Regions from separate parts of the Mus musculus genome. Here all the other regions are linked to region 2. A link is a contact called in public HiCAR-type and promoter capture Hi-C data. All regions are on one chromosome and are shown on one strand. Each heading gives the region's core, a stretch centred on a gene start, on an enhancer-like site or on the middle of the called end of the contact. The rest is flanking DNA. Distances are from core to core; before and after follow the strand shown. Region 1 holds the start of B230319C09Rik (RIKEN cDNA B230319C09 gene). Region 2 holds the start of Dusp11 (dual specificity phosphatase 11 (RNA/RNP complex 1-interacting)). Region 3 holds the start of Rpn1 (ribophorin I). Region 4 holds the start of Paip2b (poly(A) binding protein interacting protein 2B). Region 5 holds the start of Tex261 (testis expressed gene 261). Region 6 holds the start of Ruvbl1 (RuvB-like protein 1). Region 7 holds the start of Rab7 (RAB7, member RAS oncogene family).

Region 1 (2,965 bases), core at 158-2,657, 2.5 Mb before region 2:
CTTCATTCTCCTCTCCCCAAAACCTACACCACCCTCTGAAAAACCCACCTGGAATGGCTCAAAGCCCCTTTCTCTGCTTCCCTCACACCAGGGAACACTGCCTTCCCAGTCTCCCAGACACCAAGTGGCACAGAATAACAGCAGACACCCGCTGGCTTCCCAGCCATGATGTTGCATCAGCCCCCACCCTACCCAAAATATCCTCACCCCCACCACCTCCTCTCCTCTCTTCAGCCATCTCCATGGTGACAGCAGCATGACTAATGACACCCTATCAGCTTCAGACTCAGGAGTGCAATTCTCCCTCCCCCTTACTGTCTTTCACCCCCACTTCCCCGAGACAACGCACCCCGGGGATTTCTGCAGATTGGAAGCAAACCAACAGTGCCAGGGCCATTCTCCAGAGATTTCCAGAGGCAGGGGTGGGAAGTGGGTTGTACGTCTTTAAAACACACACACACACACACACACACACACACACACACACACACACGCACATGCGCACACACGCACAGCGCACACATATACATACAGTTCAACAAACCAAACGCCAAACCCCAACTGCACCCAAACCATCCAGCTGAGAAAGCAAAACGAATCCAAACAAAACCCACACAGGCCTGAGAATTCATTGGCCGCCCACACTCGCGCCGCCCCTCCCCCTCAGCTGCTGCTACACACACAGTGGGAGATTAAGGGATCACCAGAGGAGACCCTTTATTTTTATCCAATCCAGTCAAACACTTCACCCCCACCGTGCAAGCCCACGTATACACACACGCACACATACACACACGCACACATACACAAGGGCAAGCGCGCACGCACTCACGTACACACACACACACACACACAAACACGCAGGGTACCTTGACAGTCGCCCCTTGTGCCCAGGGCCCCGTTCCTTCACGAGCATTTATTTCCACCTGCAAAAGAAGCCAAAGACACTGGTGAGGCAGGCCGGTAGCAGGCAAGGAGCAGAGCAGTCCAGCACAGGCCCCAGCACACTGGAGGGGAAGGGCCCGGAGAAGAAAGGCTGGACGGGACCATCTTCCTGCTCCAGCTGCCTCCCCAGCACTGTTGGGCCCCTGCGCCTTCCAGTGTTTTGTTTTCCTGCTTCGGTTCTCCGGCCTCTGGAGATCCCCGGGACCCGCTCGCGGCCTGCACACGGCCTCCCCTCCCTTCCAGGCCCAGCGCTCTACCTCGGCCGGCCTCCACTACTGCATCGGCCGCCGCCGGGCCTCCCATTATCCCCGCCGAGGGAGCGCACCGAGGGAGGCACTGCAGAGGCGGCGGCCAGCTGCCGGCTGCTCCCGCCCCGCCAGGCTGGTGTGCAAGGGGGCGGCGCGCGCGCCAGCCAATCCCGCGCCCGGCCCTCCCCGCCAAGGACCTGCCCAGCAGCCAGGCAGGGGCCTTGGTGGAGGGAGCCATCGCCACAAGGGCTGCTTCCCAGGCAGGCCGGGGATCCCGGGGCACCCTCCTACCCCTGGCAACATACACAAGACGTCCCCTGCAGTTCTAGCGGGTGCAACTGGAGTACGGCGAAGGGGTGGGGAGCGGCAGTATGTGGGTATCCCATACCGGCCACTCTCAGCCAGAGCAGAGCTGGAGCTCTGGTTCTCCAAGGAGAATCCAGGGCAGCAGAAGCCTCACATCCATCCCCCAACCCCGCCCCCCGCTTTGCAGACTGCAGATGAGTGGAGTAACTTACCGAAGGTGACACCGCTAGAACACAGCATAGCTCAAACTCCAAGCCAGGTCAGTCCTCCCTGAAGACCATATCCTTCGCCATTCTATAGTTCTACTCCCCTGCCCTCTTACACCCCACTCGGAAAACTGGCTATAGCCCATATAACCTGTGCTTCCCCAAGTCCGCTATGCCCTCTCCGGCATAGCCTTACAACCGAACAGTACTGAAATGCAATTTTCTTAAACAAGTTTCTCTTCTGGAGAAGATCCACCAGATGACCCGTCCAAAAAAACGCCCTGGGCTCCCCGCCCTTAAGAGTTTCCTTCTAGTTCTCTAACTATAGGCATACCAAGGGTTCGGTGACCAGGAGACCATGGTGGGGGGCGGGGGGGGGGGATAGCAAGGTCCTAGCAATTCACCTTCTGGGATTCAATACCCAGGCATCCTCTTTTGTCCCATCCCCCTCTCGGAAGGGGAACATCCAGGCTTCTACCTCACTTTGGTACCCACATATCCCATTCCTAGCCTGTGGTAACTTACCTCTCTTAGCCTCTCTCTGCTCAACTGAAGAATGGAACCAGCAGCCATTTCATGCAGCTGTGAGGGCCTGAGAAGGCACAGAGCCACTGCCTGACACAAGGTAGGTGCTGCTGGCTTCCAGCACTCTACATCTCTGCCAGAGCTCAGGGTGCCTTCTCATTCTCACGGATGAGTAAGCTGAGGCCTGAGAGAAGTGACTCACAGATGAGCACCCCTGCTCCAGTGACTCGTTCTATTACCCATTCCACCCCAAATGCAGAATTGTGCCCCACCCCAGGGCCCCCAGGGGGTGTTCAGAATCAGATAAGTTCTTTAGGAGCGGGCCAAGCCTGCTTCTGGTATATGGAGGCTTCAGGGCCCACACCTGTCTCCCCTTTGGCACAAGAGGCAGTCCTACTGGGTCCCTCCCAGAGCAGACAAGATAAAGGGACAATGTCCTAAATCATGACTTGATGTGACAAACTGCATGTTTGTCTTTTAACTCACTCCTGACCAGCCTACATGAATCCCCTTCCTTCTCCTGGTTCCCTAAAGCCCTGTGCTATTAAGCCCTGTGCATATGCACCCCACACAGAGAGACAGTGTGGACAATATCAATACTGCCTCTTCTATGGCAGTCACAGTGCTTCAGGCCCCCCCCCCCCCGCTACATACCAAGCCCTGTGCCAACCATGCTGTAGGTTCATCTCATTTTTCTCTACACACAGCTTGTTTTCAGGAGAGGGATATGGAGAG
Region 2 (2,857 bases), core at 18-2,517:
GCTTTATCTTACATCTATGAGCTGTCTCACAATTACTACTTGATATTTATCTTGCTTTATCTCCACAAATAAGCAATAGCTAAAATTATTTTTAATTTTTAGTTAACAATTTTATATCCAATAGATAATTTAATAATGAAATAAGCTACATTAAAATATCAATAAACAATTTATTTATAACTTACTTATACTTTACTTAGTAATTAATAGTTAAATAGTTAACTATAGAAGGTATGTTAAAAATGGATTGTCCAGTGGACAGACAGCTGTCTTCTGCAAGCTGTCAGGCAAGTTCTACACTGGGATGATGTTGGAGGTTAGCTGACAGGATCTAAAGATATCCACTCTGGGAAGGGAGAGAGGCCATCACGTCCATCCTGAATTTTAGATAGTGCTCATTTGTAGACATAAAAAAGAAGTGCTTACTGAAGTCCGGGAAGTCGGGGCAGAGCATTCTGTCGATCCTGAGTTTTAGGTATTGTTTATTTGTGGAGATTAAAAAAAAAAAAAAAGGATTTGATGAATTCTAGGAAGGGGAGAGGCCGGTCTAGCCACGTTTTTTGTGGAGATGAAATCGGAGAGGGGAAGCAAACAGCCGCAAGTAAAGGGTTCATTGCACCAGTGAGCAAAATCCTAAAACTAGCCCTTGGCCCAGGCAGGGTTAACTCCCTCAAAGGACACCTCCGCTTTCCGAATCCTGAAAGCAAGAGAACCCCTCGAGCCGGTACCGAGTGAAGGGTGTCGACAGCTCGGGCCGGATCCTGGCACAGCGCCTACACAAGCAGAAGCCTGTGGCTTCGGAGATCAAGGGACGCCTCAATACAGGCAGCCGCGCCCCACCGCGCACTTCCGCCCAGGCCCGAGCTCCACAGAGTCCTGTCGGGACAGACCCAAGACCCCAGAATGCGGGGTGGGGAGGTGTGGTGGGGTTCGGCGCGGAGGACCCTGGGAGGCGGCGGGGCGCGAGGCCAGGGAACACTCGGAGACTCGAGGCCACCGAGGCAGCCGGAACGCCAAGCCCGGAACCAAAGCGCTTACCTTTCGGGGATGTGGTTTCTGCCCTTCTTCTTGGGTGGGGCACAGGCAGCAAAGTCCCGGCCCCGTCCACGACCATGTCGGCCATAATGCTGGTTCATGTGGGCGCAGAGATGCCGCCCACCCAACGCCAGGCGTGCCAGAGCGGCCAAAGTGGCGACTTCAGGGAGGCCAGAAGAGGCCGCGGGATCCAGAGGCGCCCGCAAAGGAACGCGACGCGTCGACGTCTCGCTAGGGCGCATGCGCCTTGCCCCGCCGTGCTGACGACACACGTCGCACTGAAAGTAGGGTTTGTCAGCCTGCCTTCGGTTTCGACTGTGCTGCACTTAGCTGGAGGCCGGTTTTGTAGCTATGTGAATAATTGCTAGCGCTGTAAGACCCCCGATGCTGGGCCTCTGCTCAAGTCCTGGGATGAACTGGCCAACACCCCAACATCTCGAGAGAAAAGATGCACCTGATGCAAACTGCAAGAGGTTTTATTATCAGCTAGCTGAGGAGAAGTCCCTCTGTCGTGCAGGGCAGAGGAGTTCAACCCCGAGCGGTGACATTAGGGGACTTTTAACAGCTAGCTGAGGAGGTAGGAGGAGTTGGGAGGAGAGTTGGGAGGAGTTGGGAGGAGAAGTGGGAGGAGTTGGGAAGAGCTCTTCTGGGCGTCCTTGGTGAAATTTACAAGGCAGGAGTGGGGAGTGAGTTCTTTCTGAATTTTTATCTCCGTGTCCTCGGCACAGGAAGGCAGGCATCTCTGGTTGTACAGTATAGAAACAAAAAGGCTTTTTGCTGGCTATAGAGAACAAAGAGCTTCTTTCTAGCTGTATTTTTAAAGATCAGGGAAAACAAGCTTGGGGAACATCCAGGGGCTTTACCTTCCAGGGAGAAACGCTCTAAGTTGGGGTCTCATAGCGCCACCCGAACTGCTCCAAATGAGGAACAGACAATCCAGCCCCAACCCTCTGATCCCTGCATTCTTCGTGAACGTTGTCAATTGTTTACATTTTGTATATACATGATATTTGCTTTCACACGGGTGTATCTTTTTTTTCCGCCAAAAAGAAATAAATCAAAAGTTTTATACAACATATTTCTCCTTATTTGATATATTTAACATATTTCTCCATCCATATATGTGTGTATAGTGTCACAGGCAGGGAAACATACATATTCTTCCTAATTTTGAATGACACAGGACACTTATTATAACCAACATAATTAAAAATACCAACTTTTTTTTTTCTTTTTCGAGACAGGGTTTCTCCGTGTAGCCCTGAATGTCCTGGAACTCACTCTGTAGACCAGGCTGGCCTCGGACTCAGAAATCTGCCTGCCTCTGCCTCCCAAGTGCTGGGATTAAAGGCATGCACCACCATGGCCCGGTCCAACTTTTTTTTTTAAGATTTATTTATTTATTATATGTAAGTACACTGTAGCTGTCTTCAGACACACCAGAAGAGGGTATCCGATCTTATTACAGATGGTTGTGAGCCACCATGTAGAAATGAAATTGCTGGGATTTGAACTCACAACCTTCAGAAGAGCAGTCGATGCTCTTAACTGCTGAGCCTTCTCTCCAACCCCCCCCCCAACTTTTTTTTTTTTTTTAAACCATTCCAATATTGAAATTCCTCTACCTGTTTGGAGTTTTTTTGTTTTAAGGTAAGTTCTCATTATGTAATGCTCTGTGATCTGGAACTTGCTTTGTAGAGTAACCTACCCTTGAAATCACAGAGATCGGCCTGCTCCTTTTTCAGCTCTAGAATTAAGGGTATGGGCCACCTTAACCTGATTGGAGTTTTTGTTTGGTTTGGTTTGTGTTTCTGATCTACTA
Region 3 (2,879 bases), core at 376-2,875, 2.1 Mb after region 2:
TTCTTTCCTTAGCCTCCTAAATACTGAAGCATTACAGGCATGTACCACTACTACAACCAGATAGCATTAAAAAAAGATTTATTTTTAAATTTATATTTATGTGTGTGTATGTGAGAGAGAAAGAGATACAGAGAGACAGATAAAGACAGAGACAGAGAGGAACAGAAGGAAGAACATCTGTGTATGGATGTTTGTGGAGGTTAGAGGGCATCAGATCCTTGCCTGACAGGCAGTTGTGAGCCTGGGAACCGGAAGAATTCAAGTCCTTTGAGAGAGCAGCAAATCCTCCTAACCACTAAGCTGTCTCTGCATACATAATGTATGTACTCGCGTGCAAACAGTAAGTAGTTTTGTTTTCTGGGCCATATAGTCTGGTTTGCAACTACACTACTGTTACTGTTGTACTGTGAAAGCAATCATAAGCTACGGACAAATGAACGTAGCTATGTTCCAATAAAACTTTATAGACACAGATAGATTGTTGGCCTGCAGGTGCTAATTTCCTGACTTCTGCTTTGTAGGGAGGAGCATGGCCAGCCCTCCATTCTCTCTTCTCATTGGCTGGTATCAATGTTTGAATATTTCCATCTCCTCCCAAAATTTACCTTCGAATTACATCCTTCAAGCAACAACATTGGGACGCATTCTCATTTGGGGAGTGGAGACTGTACACAACCATTGTGCAGGGGGCTTGGAGATTTTATAGGGTTGAAAAAAGGGAACTTTAGGGGAGCAAAGTTTTATCTGTAGATTTTTTCATATATATATATATACATATATACATACATATATATATGTATATATGTATATATATATATATATATATATATATATATATATATGGTTTCAAGGCCCAAAAAATGCCATTGGATGTTTTCGTCACTAAGCTGGCTTTCTTGTCAGGTGTATCAGTACACTGACTACAGTTTCTCTGCTCACTTGAAGTTCATTGTTTTTGGTCATTAATTCTTCAGTGTGACTTTGGGAGATGATAGCACTAGAGGAATCCATCTGCAAGATGCCTTTGTAAAAGGGCTTGCCTCAGAGAGACCCTTTCCTGCCTTTCTGTCATATGACGATATGCAATGCCTTCCTTAGAAGGCATGCAATGTCAAAGTGCCACCTTGGTAGTAAATAGCAGCCCTCACCAGACAGCTAGTCCTGCCAGTGACTTCGCCTTGGACTCCTACAACTGTGATAAATGTCAACAGGTATCTGAGGTTAATATCATCAACCTTGGTTAGTTGCTTAAGGTTTCTGCCATCACTCACATTAATGGTTGAACTAAATATTAGAGGAGAGACTTGAGTTTCTGGAAATTTCCCATTTTCCTTTAAACTTTTGCCCACTTAGCATTCGTATCACTATAGAGAAGGCAAAGTTAGTTCCTTAGACTAAGCTATAGTATACTGTTTTTGAGCTGAGAGGCCAGAGTTATTTTGCATAAGCATGAAGGAAACAGACAGGATATAAGGAAATCAGGGGTGAATACGGCTATTAAGCGCCCCAAGAAGTACGCCTGCACTTTAAGATTTTCAATCAGGCGCCCCACGATCGCCCGGTTGCCCTGGAGACGGGGTCCTTTCTGACCGGGCCCAGCCATCTTGTGGTGCTGTTGGCCAATCAGCGGTTGCGCCGTGGCGGGGGGGCGGGGCGCGTGTCGGTGGCGCTCAGCTCGCGGTCATGGAGTCGCCGGTCGCCTTGCTGTTGCTGCTGCTGCTATGTCTCGGGGCCTTGGCCCCGACGCCCGGCAGCGCCTCCTCGGAGGCTCCGCCGCTGGTCAACGAGGACGTGAAGCGCACGGTGGACCTGAGCAGCCACCTAGCCAAGGTGACGGCTGAGGTGGTCCTGGTACACCCGGGCGGCGGCTCCACATCACGAGCCAGCTCTTTCGTTCTGGCCCTGGAGCCAGAACTGGAGTCGCGGCTTGCGCACCTAGGCGTGCAGGTGAGCGGAGGGAGGAGCCGGCGAACCTCACGCGGGATGCCTGAGGCGATCGGGGATCCCTGGGGAGGGGCGGGGAGGTTGAGGGCGTTAGGGATCCTCCAGGTGTCTGGTTGTCTGAAAGGCAGGTGTTGGAGGGGGACAGCGGAGAGGTTGGGGTCCGCCGTCTCTCTTGTCCGCGTGTCCTCTCGGACACGTCAGCACAAGCTTCCGAGCGTGGGGCACCGCCCACGTGGCTGCTCTGGAGCCCAAGGCGACCCCTTGGTCCCCTGGCGACCTCCTTCCGCACCCCAAGAGGATCTTGGCTGTGGCCGGGTGCGGTACTTCGGGTACCCAGCTTCTTTTCTGTCCCCTGGACTTGCTCGTCTAGTGGAGGACTATCAGTGAGTTAAGACAATTTATTTCCTGAATGCAATTGACTGGTGTAGTCTGTTCTCTCCAGACAGCAGCGTTCAGAAATACAGCAGGTTTCTGGTATTAAAGTTTGTCATTCCTCGCACCCGGTTAATGTAACACTCCTCTGAAAGCTGCTGCTTAACGCTTTCTTAATGTTCAGACTAATTGAAGAGTCAGCCCCTTATGCTGTACAGAAAGGTGAAGCCCAGGTCTGTTCCTCCCCACCGTCTCTCATTGGAACACTTCAGCATTTAGCCTTCTGTACTTTTCATTGAATACACTTTTATACCTTTCAAGGAAAGAAATCGCTGGCTTTGGGAATAGAGGGAATATCCACACAGGTTAATTTTTATTACTGTTCTCATTAACTATATTCATTAAGTGATTACCCAATTTACTAGGAGACTAAGCACACCACATTCTTTTTAACTGTATGGAGCTATAAAGCTGGACTTATAATAGTCACTGAAGTGACTCCTGTCCCCTTTACATTGAAGCCTTGTTCATGCTCAGCATGGCTTTCCTCAAATATTTCTGGA
Region 4 (2,892 bases), core at 378-2,877, 2.1 Mb before region 2:
TCTTCTAAATTTCCAAACAAGTGATCACTAAGCACAGATTTATCAAAGACATGGTAGGTACATTTGATTTTCAAATGCAGACTTACAACAGTTTACTATAGTGACCAACTCAGAGATCGTACTATAGTGACCAACTCAGAGATCGTATTTTACCCATGACTTAGACAACTGCTATAATTGACAAAAATCACAACAGTTTTAAGATTCCGCTCTTTCCAGTGTGAAAAATATGGCACAAACATAAGGCCTGCGAGGCAATGCTGTCACCTATGAGGAAAGACTGATTTTAATTTCCTCTAACAGACTTCTTTCTCTACTACGACAAAAATCTTACCACAGCAAAACACAAGGAACTATATACTGTTATGTGCTACAAATTGGATAAGAAAAATAGTAAAGTAAAGCTTACAAACTCCACAACAGTGAATCTGATGCTAAACTACGACTTAATTTTCCTTTTTGAAAACCAAGAAAAACAATTCCAGATATAAAGCCAAGAAAATGACAACATGAGAACAATGCAATTTTGGATATGGATAGATATCTTATTCTTTCTCCCTTTCTGCCTAAAGTACTAGACGTATTCCAATACTCAATGTCCTCTGGCTTCCAAAATAAAACCCCTATTGTCTAATACTCCTCAACTTCTAAAATCTCAGTTAAAACTATGAGTGATAAGCTAATTTATTCGCAGTAAACGTCTGGCATATTTTTATTTGGGTTTGAGACAGTGTGGAAGGCCATCTAGAAACATATGGTTAGAACCACCACAGGAAGCCAAACACTGCCATACTATGAGGTATAAACAAATAAATTCTCTGTAAAGATAATGCTGAAGGTCGCCTCTGGGCTGTTGTAATTCTCTCAGAGGCTGTGTGTGATAATCACATATATCCCGTATCTTACGGACGTCCGGGATGACCAGGCCCTTCCTCATAGTGTAAATTAGTGCTCTAAGCTGGGTCAGAATCCCGTTCCATCCCGTTCCACGTAACAGATTTCAAATTGGTTGCTGCTGGCAAGCCTTTCCACCTGCATTTTCAGCAGTTTTGAGCAAAAGCACTTTATGAGGACAATGATTCTAGAAGAAGAGTGGGATTAGATGGCATTGAAGGGGAGGCAGAGAGAGTTTAAGCAAGCCCATTGCAGTTCCGAACCTTGCGGAGCCTGTGTTCAGCGTCGTCATCTGCCTCTCGCCTTCACCCTTCCAGGTGCCTACAAAAAGCAAAGTGAGAGGTGTTAGTTTCCGGGGGAAATGAGGCTGAAATCCTGAGGTTGAGAGTGAACGTCTCAGAAGGCGAGAGAGAGGAGGGGCGCCAGGAGGCGGCAGGTCATACGTAGCAAGGATGGTGAAAAGGGATGAGGTGAGAGGAGCTGGCCCGCGAGCGCCAGAGCGTCGGACGGCCTGGGCCCGGGCCGCGCTGGGAAGGGGCTGTGCGCGCTCCCGGGCAGCCCGCGGGTAGAGGGGCTGTGCGCAGTCCCGGGTGGCCAGACGATCCCAGCCCCGACGCCTCAACCCACCTGGCCGCGCGGACAACGCCGCCCCGAGGTCCGCACCACAGCACAGCGCCGCCTCCTAAGAGCGCGAGCCTCGGCGCACAAACGCTCGAGGTACCTCGGCCTCACACGCGCGTCTCGCCCCGCCCCCCAGCGCCATTCATTGGCTGCCGGACAACGCCCCGTCCATCTATTGGACAGCAGAGAATGCCGCTCACTTACCTGGTTTTGATTGGTCTAAATGTGAAACAATGCCCGCCCAGCTCTTTCAGAAGTTCCAGTTTTTGATTGGTCTTAGCGTCTGTCCATTCGCTCCGCCCTCGATGGAGACTCCCAGCTCTGATTGGCTGAAGAAGCATTGGTCACGCCTAGATTTCCAGGCCAAGGATGAATCACCTCCATGTTGGGGAGGAGCCAGAGTGCAAGGACTCCGGGTTTGTTTACAAAGGCTTCTGCTCCCGCTTCATCCATTGGCTAAGCTGGAAGCCTGTGTCACTTGTCTAGATCACTTTAGAAAAGGGAGTAGGATTCAGGGATTTCCTCATCTGTCCATTAGTTAGAGATGAGTTTTGAGAGCGGGAATTTGCTTCTGTGTTAAGTCGTGAGGTTAAAAATTAGGACTATTTGGGAGATTGGAAGAACAGAAAGGGTTGCTTCCACGTTTTTAGAAACAAATTTGACATTTTCAGTCCCAGCAGGCTCAAGATTGAGGCAGGAAAATCACAAATTCCTCAGGGCCAGCTTGAGCTCATATTGCGACCAAGTCTCAGAAAAACAAGACACACACTCACATTCACACACACACACACACACACACACACTTGTTCTGTCCTTTGGGTTTAAGATACCTTGTATTAGTTAGTTTTATGTGTCAACTTGACACAAGCTGGAGTTATCACAGAGAAAGGAGCTTCACTTGAGGAAATGCCTCCATGAGATCCGGCTGTAAGTCATTTTGTCAATTAGTGATCAGGGTGGGAGGACCTGTTGTGGGTGCTGCCATACCTAGGCTAGTAGTCCTGGGTTCTGTAAGAAAGCAAGCTGAGCAAGCCAGGGAAAGCAATCCAGTAAGTAACATCCCTCCATGACCTCTGCACCAGCTCCTGCTTGCTGACCTGCTTGAGTTCCAGTCCTGATTTCCTTTGGTGATGAACAGCAATGTGGAAGTGTAAGCTGAATAAACCCTTTCCTCCCCAATTTGCTTCTTGGCCATGATGTTTGTGCAGGAATACAAACCCTAACTAAAACAATATCCAAATTTTAAGTTATGTCCATAAAAAGAAGATAGGATATTGATGGCTGGAGTGGTGGATCAACAGTTAAGAGCATTTGCTGCTATTGCAGAAGACAGGTTCAGTTTTCAGCACCTCATGGTGGCTTACAACCACCAGTAAC
Region 5 (2,757 bases), core at 120-2,619, 2.2 Mb before region 2:
TAGGCGACTGAAAGGTGAACTTTTCTGTCCAAAGGTATCCTCCCCCCCCCCCCCCCCCGCACCTCAGTCTTCCTCACAGCCTCTCTAACAGGGACAGGGACCAAGTCTTCAGGAAAAGAAACCTCCATGAGGGAAGAGAAAGGGCTGGACATTCTCCCTTAGGACAAATGACACTGAGTGGAGAGAGGGCAATAGCTAACTAAGCGTTACAAACTGTCCTTATTGTCCCTATAAGTTCTAAGCCTGGGCTGGGATTGGGGACCTGGTGTTAGAGACCGTGGACACTGTGAGACAGACACAGGAAAGCGAAGCCATGAATACCTATCAATGAAATATCTGCACTGTCACCTTAAGGAATGGCAGTAGGTTGTGAAACTATGCCACCTGAGGCTGGAGGGCCAGGGGTGATCTGGACCCAGGAGTGCAGACTGCAGGGCAGGGAAGCAAGTGGGACACCCTCAGATCCTGGGTTCTCAGCACCAAAACAGCCCCAGCTCAAACAGTCCCCACTTCCTGTTTCTGATGTAGGGCAAACAAGCCCTGGGTGACTACTCCAGGGAAAAGCGGCCACTTACCCAGATCATGTATTTGATGATTCGGCTGGTGGCCACCGTGTACTCTTCTATCAGCTCTGCAAGGTAGTACAGTCCAGCCGCTGGGTAGGAGAAGGGGGTCCCAGAGGGAGGGGGACAAACAGGAAGAGATCAGCCAGGGACACTCCCACCAGCCTGCTCATCCTGTAGTCCCCCACCAACCCTCCTCAGACTCCAGGAAGTCGGGAACAAGCCAAAGCACCCCTGGGATGTCCTTCTCATCTGCACAAGTAGATAGAACTTTGCCAAGACAACTGTAGAAATATTGGATTTGACCGCACAGCATAAAGTTAACCTCTGTTCCGGGAACCTTAAACTTCACTCGTCAATCAACACCTGCAGAACACTTAGTTTACAGGCCGGGTGCTGTACACTAGCACACAGCCGGGTGAGACAGACAGGGGCCTTCCCCCTGTCCCAGCTGGAGGGGACAGGCTGAGTAGGGAGCTCAGGGCTCCAAGAGCAAGGATGCGTCTCGGGAACCAAGCATCCCCACCGGAAGGTTCCGCAGAGGTCCAGTAGGACCAGCTCGGGGTCGTCAGCGCCCAGCTGCAAAGAGCAGCAGCGGTTGGCGGCTCGGGGCATCGGGGCGCGCGCGGCCCGGGTCAGCGCTCTCACCGACGGCCAGAGTGATGAATGCCACCTGGATGAACAGCGACAGCCAGCTCAGCACGTACATGAACCACATGGCGCCCCCCGGGCCGCCGGGACGGGCCTGCGCGGTCCGGCTCCCGCGACACTGAGCGGCCGCCGCCGTGCTGTCCCCGCCCAGAGGACGCCGAGAGGAGCAGGGCGGAGCGCCGCGGCCCCTGCGCCCCCGCCAAGCCCGCGAGCGCCGCTAACCGGCTCGGAGGATCGAAATCGCGCTGCACCCGGTACGGAGCGCCTACACAGAGCCCAGATTGATTGGAACCAATCCTGGCTCAAGCCTGCTCCGCACAGCCTTGGATCCTAATTTTCTGGGAGAGGAAGATTCCCTTCTCTCAGGTCACACACTAGGAAGCCGCATAATCTGGAATCCCAGGTGCCTTTAAATGGTCACCTTCAGCCTTAACTCTCCCTCTAGGCTGAGGTCTTTTGCAATGCAGGTCTTCACTTTTGCGTGGGGACTAAAGCAACAGCTAAGCACTGACTGTACTTGCGACACCGCAGGTAATCATCTGAGAGAGCACCACCTAGTGGCTGACACAGGTAAGCTCAGAGTGCCAACAAGCCTCTTATCTCAAACAAACTTTTTGTTTGTTATTTTCAGAAAGGGAGGGTCTCATAGCTCAGGCTGGCCTTTGAACTGTCAACTCTCCCATCTCCAGCTCTCAATTGGTAGGGTTTCAGATGTGTGGAGTCTCCGTACTAGGGCAAAATATAACTTTGGTTTTGGTTTTGTCTGTTTTGATTAAGGGTCTCTATGTAGTCCTGCAACCTGCTATGTAAATCAGGCTAACCTTGAACTCACAGAGACCAGCCTGCCTCTGCTTTATCCCAAATCCTGGGATTAAAGGTGTAGAAACATCATGCAAAGATCTTTTCTTTTTTTGAAACAGCCTTATGTGCCTCCAGGCTGGCCTTGGTGACACTAAGTAGTTTTGAGTGCTGGAATGGTAGATATTATATGTTAAGGACTAGGTACAATATTAAGGCCTAGGTAACTGTCACCTGGCCAGCCTGCCATTATAAGGAAACTTGCTCATGTTTCTACTGTTACTAGGAAACTTTCTAATGCCAGGATTGGTTATGTATTCTGTTTTGTTCTGTGCCCTGGGAAACCAATCTAAATAGAAATGCTTTGCATGGTTACTCACAGCAAGTTTGGGTCTGAAGTGACCATCCAACAATACTTTCTGCACCTGACTATAAGCTTTTATGGGATTTGCTGTTATAAGCTGCCCCTGGGATGAACCCCAACATAAGAGATATAAGAAACTATTTAAAATAAGACCCCCCCTCCATTTTGAGTAGGGGTCAAGTAAAGTTTAAGTTCCCAAGACTTCCCTGGGAACTGACTTCCTAATTGGCAGAGAGAGACAGGTATGTGGGCAGCTGACATCCTGGTTAACAAGTTAAGATATGAATTTTAGTCAAAACAAGTCCCATCCTGGTAGACAAGTTAAGACATGAATTTTAGACAAAGGCAAGTTCCCTGCAGCCGTTGAATACCCTAACCAAT
Region 6 (2,806 bases), core at 180-2,679, 2.5 Mb after region 2:
TTTATTTTACTCTAGAACTCTCTAGCTGCCTTTCATCACAGTCTTCACTGCTACAGTCTCTAGGCTTGTCTTCTTCATATTACCGGCTCAGCCCACAATACTATTAATATAGGTGGAAAGACTGAGAAATCAAACAATGGGCCTAAAGTTGCACCACAGCTACACATTGCACAGCACAGGAAGGTGTCTCCTGGCTGACTTAAAAGTGAGGAAAGTGAGGGACACAGGAGGCAGAGGCAGGTGGATTTCTGAGTTTGAGGCCAGTCTGGTCTACAGAGTGAGTTCCAGGACACCCAGGGCTATACAGAGAAACACTGTCTCGAGAAAAAAAAAGTGAGGGACACCTGCTTAGAGAGCCAGAATGTTGAGAGAGTAAGCAAGAGTGTTTGCCGTCCTTAGTATAGCCCTTCTTGAAAATGAAGCATTAAATTTGGACTATGGCAAGGTGGATTGTGAAAACAAACTACCATATTTGCACCAATATCAGAGCCGTTGATTATTCAAATGAAGGACCATAGTTTCACCATTCACAGGCAGCTTTTGTTCACCTACCTGGAGACTTGCACCCACTCCAGACTGATGAAAATATCTGGTCAGAGTATGGTGGTAGCACCTTTAATGCCAGCAACTCAGGAGGCAGAGACAGGTGGGGGCCCTGGAGTTTTAGGCCAGGCAAGGCTACACAAACACATCTTCTCTTTTCCTTCCTTCCTTTTTTTCCTTTAAGGGTTTTTTTTTTTTTTTGTTTGTTTGTTTGTTTGTTTTTTTTTTTTTTTTTCCGAGACAGGGTTTCTCTGTATAGCCCTGGCTGTCCTGGAACTCACTCTGTAGACCAGGCTGGCCTCGAACTCAGAAATCTGCCTGCCTCTGCCTCCCGAGTGCTGGGATTAAAGGCGTGCGCCACCACCGCCGAGTTTCTTTAAGGTTCTTATTGGGCATATGATGACCAGAATTATGGCATGAAGTGTTTGAAAAGTTTTGGCTGGAATAGTGCCTTCAGGATCTAGTGTATTCTGGAAAAAAAAAAATGGGAGCAGTGGGGCATTCTCTGGGTGTCTAAATAATTCGGTGAGCACTGGAGAAGTTTGGGCAGCTGCTTTGCTGATGATTCTCTCAGGACATCCAAGCACCTGGAAAAGATTTAACATCTGTCAGTGAAGAAGTTAACTCACCCTGGCACAAATATGTTATTCTAAAGAAAAAAAATAGGCATTAAAAGAGGCATTTATAATTAAAAACCTGTCATTCACATTAATAGTGCTTAAGTACTTAAGCAGTTCTCAGTCAAATGTGGCCAGGGCAGGAAATGTTTGCCCTGGGGGAACTTATCCTGTGACACAGACGGAAGTTACTGGGCGAAACTCAGCAGCCGTGACCAGCGTAGCTTTTAGCCAATAGAAAGCGAAGCCTTCTCGCCTCCCCCAATGACATATTGATAGGGGCGGGTCCAGGAGAGCGGCCTAGTAACGGCCGCGTGGTAACCCAGGCGCCTGGCGTGCGGTAGTTCCTACCACTCCACGCAGGTTGTGTTCCTAGACACTCGGCAAAATGAAGATTGAGGAGGTGAAGAGCACCACGAAGACGCAGCGCATCGCCTCCCACAGCCACGTGAAGGGTCTGGGGCTGGACGAGAGCGGCCTAGCCAAGCAGGCGGCTTCGGGTCTCGTGGGCCAGGAGAACGCGAGAGAGGTGGGCGTGGGGCTTGTGCGCGAGGTGTGGGCGGCGGGACCAGGATCCACTAAGATCTAAGAAGTAAGGATCACACTAGCGAGCAAAGGCTGCATCCTTTGCGGGTCACGGCACGCAAATTAGACCTCACCGGAAACGCAGTGGAAGGCTGTGCGGTTAAGTATAGAATTGACTACGTTTTCAGAGTTGATATGGGTTCTTTGGGCCTGGGAGCTGATCTGTTAAGTGGAGCGGTGAGGACTGTCTGATCTATTCCCCATCCAAGCACTCCAGCTTTTCCAGGTCAGTCTTCCTAAAGTCATGCCAGGTCTTTCTATCGGTTCTGTTTTGCACATGAAGAAGTTAAAGGTGGGTTAGGCCGCTTAACCACCTGCCAGTTTAGCAGTAATGAGGCTGGTATCTCCCTCCCCCTAACCCCCATCAAATCAGTATTCTTCCCATTTCTTCAGCCTCCTCCACTCTGAACTCTGCAGAGGTTCAGTGTCTACAAAAACTTGCTTTTTTACATGTGGTGAAGACTGCTTTCTCAGCCTCTTGCACACAGAAAGTGCCAGCAGCAAAGAGCATCATCTATCCAAAAAGGGAAATGTTTGACCCTAGCATGCTTGCATCTTTTCTTGCAAGCAGGTAGTAGCAGTTTAATGCTTTCTATTGGCCAGGCAGCTTTGAGTCTATTGTTTCTTATTTCATTTCTGTCCATGTGACATTTCTGTGTATGTGACTTCAGAGGCTGCTCTAGACCTGCATCTGCACCCACACCAGCAGCCTCTGGTACTCCATATCTTATCCTTCCTATTCTTTGAATGTTAGCCGGTATTTATTTTTGTTTGTTTTCACGACAGTCTCACTATGTAGCTCTGGCTGTCCTGGGACTCTGTAGACCAGACTGGCCTTGAGTTCACAGGGATCCGACTGCCTCTGCCTCCTGAGTGCTAAGATTAAAGGTGTGGGCCATTACACCTGGCTTCCTTAGCTGATATTTCTTTGTTTCTTTTCCTGTTTGACAAAATGTGCGCAAATGCAGTGCAGTCATGTGACTGCCATGGTGCTCTGGTAGAGGTCAGAGGTTCTTTCCTTCCACTGTGGGATCCAGGGATTGAACTCAGGTCCTCAGGTT
Region 7 (2,915 bases), core at 247-2,746, 2.1 Mb after region 2:
AGGACAAAAATATCATACAACAAAAAGGGAATCACGTTTAGCGATTCCTCTTCTAAACTCATTACATAGGTTTACAGCCCGTAAGTATACCAGGCCGGGTAGCAAACTAAACTATTGACAACCAAGGACACCAAACTTTAGTCTGGCCAGCTTCAGAAGTAGTTATAATTCACTTTCCAGTTCTTACACTCAATTCTGATCCAATATTACCAAGATCGAAGAGAAATATGCCAACAAGAGATTTTATTAACTCAATCATGTGGGTATCAGTTGCTGAAGTCACAAGAAAGAGACAAGAGTTTATTCTTTGGAAAACCAAAAACACAAGATTTTCAACGGTGAAGAGTCAACAGGTTAGGTTGTTGTAGAAATTCTTGTAGAAAGGTGCACACAGTAGGCATGCCAGACCTGACTCAAGGAAAAGAGCTGGCTAAGAAACCTATTCAAATCCAATACATACCTTGCCAGAATTCAAGATCTTCTGGTTTGATGACACTACACTACCTTATATGCCTTGTAATATGCCTTGTAAGTCACAAGTACAAATACAACATGGCTTTAAGGTAGGACTAAGAGGCTCTCAAATGACATCACTAGACAGGAGGTGGAGGGGGGTGCTGATGGCAGATAACAGGTGGCAGGCTTTGGGGGCATCTAAAGTACAAGAGGCCAGAGGCCAGTAAGTGCTAAGTAGTCTAGCTGCCTATGTTTCAACCTCTCACTCTGAAATTTATCAGCGGTGTGACCTTGGTCGAGTGCCTTAGCCTCTCTGTTCTTCGCTTTCTCTGTAAGTAGGCACTGCCTCGGTGCTTCGGAGGGGCTGTTGGGAGAACAGGGCAATTTGTGCGGTCTTGCCACGCAGCCCAGCAGCCGAGAAATCTCAAATCTTCACAACCTTACTCTCAACATCGGCACGATTATGAGCCAGGAGGACATCAGGCCATTTGAAAGGCACTCGGGAGGTCCTTCTTCCCGGAACTTCGGAAACGGGATTTACCCTGCAGGACCCTGAAAGCTCCTGTCTCCCAGTGCCGGCGGCGGGCCGGGGCATGTGACGCGCCTGGCAGCACTGCCTCGGTGGCCGGCCGGCCGGTAGCTCTTCCCACCCAGCAGGTTGCCGGTGGGGACGCGCCCAGCCCGAGGATCCCGTACCCGCCACCCACCGATCGCCGATCGCCCTCCGCCCGCCGGGCGCCGCCCCGCCTGGCCCGGCCCAGCTCGGCGCTCGGCTCGCCGAGGACGCCAGGCCCGGAGGCCCAAGCGGCGGCGGGGGAAGGGCGGCCGGGGCCCGCTGCTCACCGCAGGGTCAACGGAGGAGGAGACACAACGCAGGCCGCAACAGAGACGTCCGATTCCGGCTCCAGCAGGCTCCTCGGAGCTGCCCGGCCCCAAACACCGCCGCCAACGCCGCCGCCTTGGGCTTTATGGTCAAAGCTCCGGCCTTGCTTCCACTTCCGCCACCGCCGCCGCCCCGAGCGGAAGTGTCTGTCACGAGACGCCCGACGCCAGGGTTGGAGGGAGGAGCCCCACCTCCACCTTGCGTCACGTTCCGGTCGCGTCAGGCCCTAGCCTGGCATCTGGGGCTTAAATATGGCCGTTTCTAGATGGGGGCTGCCATCTTTGAAGGCTGTGCAGAAGCTGGAGCGCACCATATTGGGCCAAGAACTGATAATGCAGTGGTGTCCCCCCCCCTCATCCCACCCCGCTCCTATAAACAGAGCTAAAGGAGGGAGAGTCACTTGGTCTTTCCAGAGTGTCCCCCTCTGGAACACGCTAGTCAGTCAGCCATGTATCAGGCAGGGTATAGTCTAGGGTCTTCTGAGTCCACTGGGTACAATCTCTAATGTGGATGGAAATGATCAGTTACAGTGTCCCCAGTGTTGGAGACCCAGTGATGAAATAGGAGCTACCTGTGCAGGGCAGATGGTTCAGGAAAATGGAAAGAGAGCTAAGGAGTTGCTGAACTGAAGAGACATGAGGCTGATTTTAGTGTCACGCCCACCAAAACTAAAACAAAGGCCTAATCCATCAAAGTCCATATCTTTCTGGGGAAGTCTCAAAATGTACTAACCTTGCTTTTTAGCTTCTGTAGTTCTGTTTATGGCTGACAGTTCTTGTTAACTGAAGTATGTCAACCCAGAACATGTTTTTTTGTGTGCTTAAAAGCTCACCCTGAGAAAGACTCAGGTTGTCCTGGGGTATTGAACACCCAGTGCAGTAACCAGCTGCCATTTCTTAGCTTAAACCCATATCTGAGTAGTCTTTTCTGGTGAATACCCCACAACACTAGTACATGTTCTAGCATATAAGGAATAGAGAAGGTTTGTAGGTCCTAAGGAATAGGGGAAAACAAGACCTTTCTGCCAAGATCCTCACCATTTGATATAATAGACACACACACAGGAGTTTGCTCAGTTTCAATCATTAGTTAATTATTACTTGGCCATTTGACTGAATACTTTGAAACTAAGATATGAACAAAGGAAGTCTATGTATATTCATATGCAAAGTGAAATCTTCAAGAAATATGAAGTGACAAAGTAGGGTGCAAAGATGTATATGTGACAGTTCTTGGTTCTTGTTGGGGAAAAAAAAAACACATACTTGCTGGGTACAAATTTCAGCAACTAGTTATCTGGGTTATCTATTAAAATTTGACCGGATAGTAGGACCCATATGAATCTGGTGGTCCAGTCAGACTTTCCACAGTTGTAGGGATGCAGGAAGCTGGTTCAGGCCCTGTCTCTCTACCTCATGTTGGATATAGCATCAGCCTCCACATGGCAGATAGACCAGCAGTTTGGAAGCAAAGCTGCATGTGGCTAAGAGCAGTGATACACTAGACCCAAGGAGGAAAGTGGGAGACAACTATGAGGCCCAACAGGAACTGTGTCTGCTTTTCATCTCTTCTGACT

What was found. Promoter capture Hi-C pulls out the DNA fragments that hold promoters and counts their contacts. HiCAR-type assays count read pairs that join an accessible place to other places. Capture Hi-C pulls out chosen DNA fragments and counts their contacts.
Region 1: a promoter capture Hi-C map of liver shows a contact between it and region 2, with 5 times the contacts expected there. The contact joins the promoter of B230319C09Rik here to the promoter of Dusp11 in region 2. A contact is called at or near these places in 2 of 39 promoter capture datasets (liver and second pharyngeal arch cranial neural crest).
Region 3: a contact with region 2 is called in a promoter capture Hi-C map of liver, with 2.3 times the contacts expected there. The contact joins the promoter of Rpn1 here to the promoter of Dusp11 in region 2. A contact is called at or near these places in 1 of 39 promoter capture datasets (pre-B cells), 1 of 484 Hi-C or Micro-C datasets (B cells) and 1 of 9 other capture datasets (liver).
Region 4: a contact with region 2 is called in a promoter capture Hi-C map of liver, with 4 times the contacts expected there. The contact joins the promoter of Paip2b here to the promoter of Dusp11 in region 2. A contact is called at or near these places in 1 of 39 promoter capture datasets (hippocampal neurons), 1 of 115 datasets of contacts at active chromatin or transcription factors (astrocytes) and 2 of 9 other capture datasets (adipose tissue and liver).
Region 5: a contact with region 2 is called in a HiCAR-type map of astrocytes, with 6 times the contacts expected there. The contact joins the promoter of Tex261 here to the promoter of Dusp11 in region 2. A contact is called at or near these places in 1 of 115 datasets of contacts at active chromatin or transcription factors (astrocytes) and 1 of 9 other capture datasets (adipose tissue).
Region 6: a contact with region 2 is called in a promoter capture Hi-C map of pre-B cells. The contact joins the promoter of Ruvbl1 here to the promoter of Dusp11 in region 2. A contact is called at or near these places in 2 of 39 promoter capture datasets (liver and pre-B cells) and 1 of 9 other capture datasets (liver).
Region 7: a promoter capture Hi-C map of liver shows a contact between it and region 2, with 5 times the contacts expected there. The contact joins the promoter of Rab7 here to the promoter of Dusp11 in region 2. A contact is called at or near these places in 2 of 39 promoter capture datasets (cranial neural crest and liver).

The regions. Positions count from the first base shown.
Region 1 is chr6:83,440,348-83,443,312 of GRCm38.p6, forward strand. It overlaps B230319C09Rik (RIKEN cDNA B230319C09 gene), which reads left to right and starts at 1,408. Exons shown (of 3, transcript NR_028382.1): 1 at 1,408-1,758; 2 at 2,240-2,330. It overlaps Tet3 (tet methylcytosine dioxygenase 3), which reads right to left. Exons shown (of 12, transcript NM_001347313.1): 3 at 870-926.
Region 2 is chr6:85,960,400-85,963,256 of GRCm38.p6, forward strand. Dusp11 (dual specificity phosphatase 11 (RNA/RNP complex 1-interacting)) reads right to left here and starts at 1,268. Exons shown (of 9, transcript NM_028099.4): 1 at 1,039-1,268. The coding sequence starts at 1,136.
Region 3 is chr6:88,082,848-88,085,726 of GRCm38.p6, forward strand. It overlaps Rpn1 (ribophorin I), which reads left to right and starts at 1,626. Exons shown (of 10, transcript NM_133933.4): 1 at 1,626-1,947. The coding sequence starts at 1,684.
Region 4 is chr6:83,830,114-83,833,005 of GRCm38.p6, forward strand. It overlaps Paip2b (poly(A) binding protein interacting protein 2B), which reads right to left and starts at 1,628. Exons shown (of 5, transcript NM_146169.2): 1 at 1,522-1,628; 2 at 1,158-1,215. The coding sequence starts at 1,186.
Region 5 is chr6:83,774,443-83,777,199 of GRCm38.p6, forward strand. It overlaps Tex261 (testis expressed gene 261), which reads right to left and starts at 1,370. Exons shown (of 6, transcript NM_009357.2): 1 at 1,212-1,370; 2 at 576-655. The coding sequence starts at 1,281. Gm52907 (predicted gene, 52907) reads left to right here and starts at 1,493. Exons shown (of 2, transcript NR_168047.1): 1 at 1,493-1,784.
Region 6 is chr6:88,463,980-88,466,785 of GRCm38.p6, forward strand. Ruvbl1 (RuvB-like protein 1) reads left to right here and starts at 1,430. Exons shown (of 11, transcript NM_019685.3): 1 at 1,430-1,689. The coding sequence starts at 1,549.
Region 7 is chr6:88,043,774-88,046,688 of GRCm38.p6, forward strand. It overlaps Rab7 (RAB7, member RAS oncogene family), which reads right to left and starts at 1,497. Exons shown (of 6, transcript NM_009005.3): 1 at 1,300-1,497.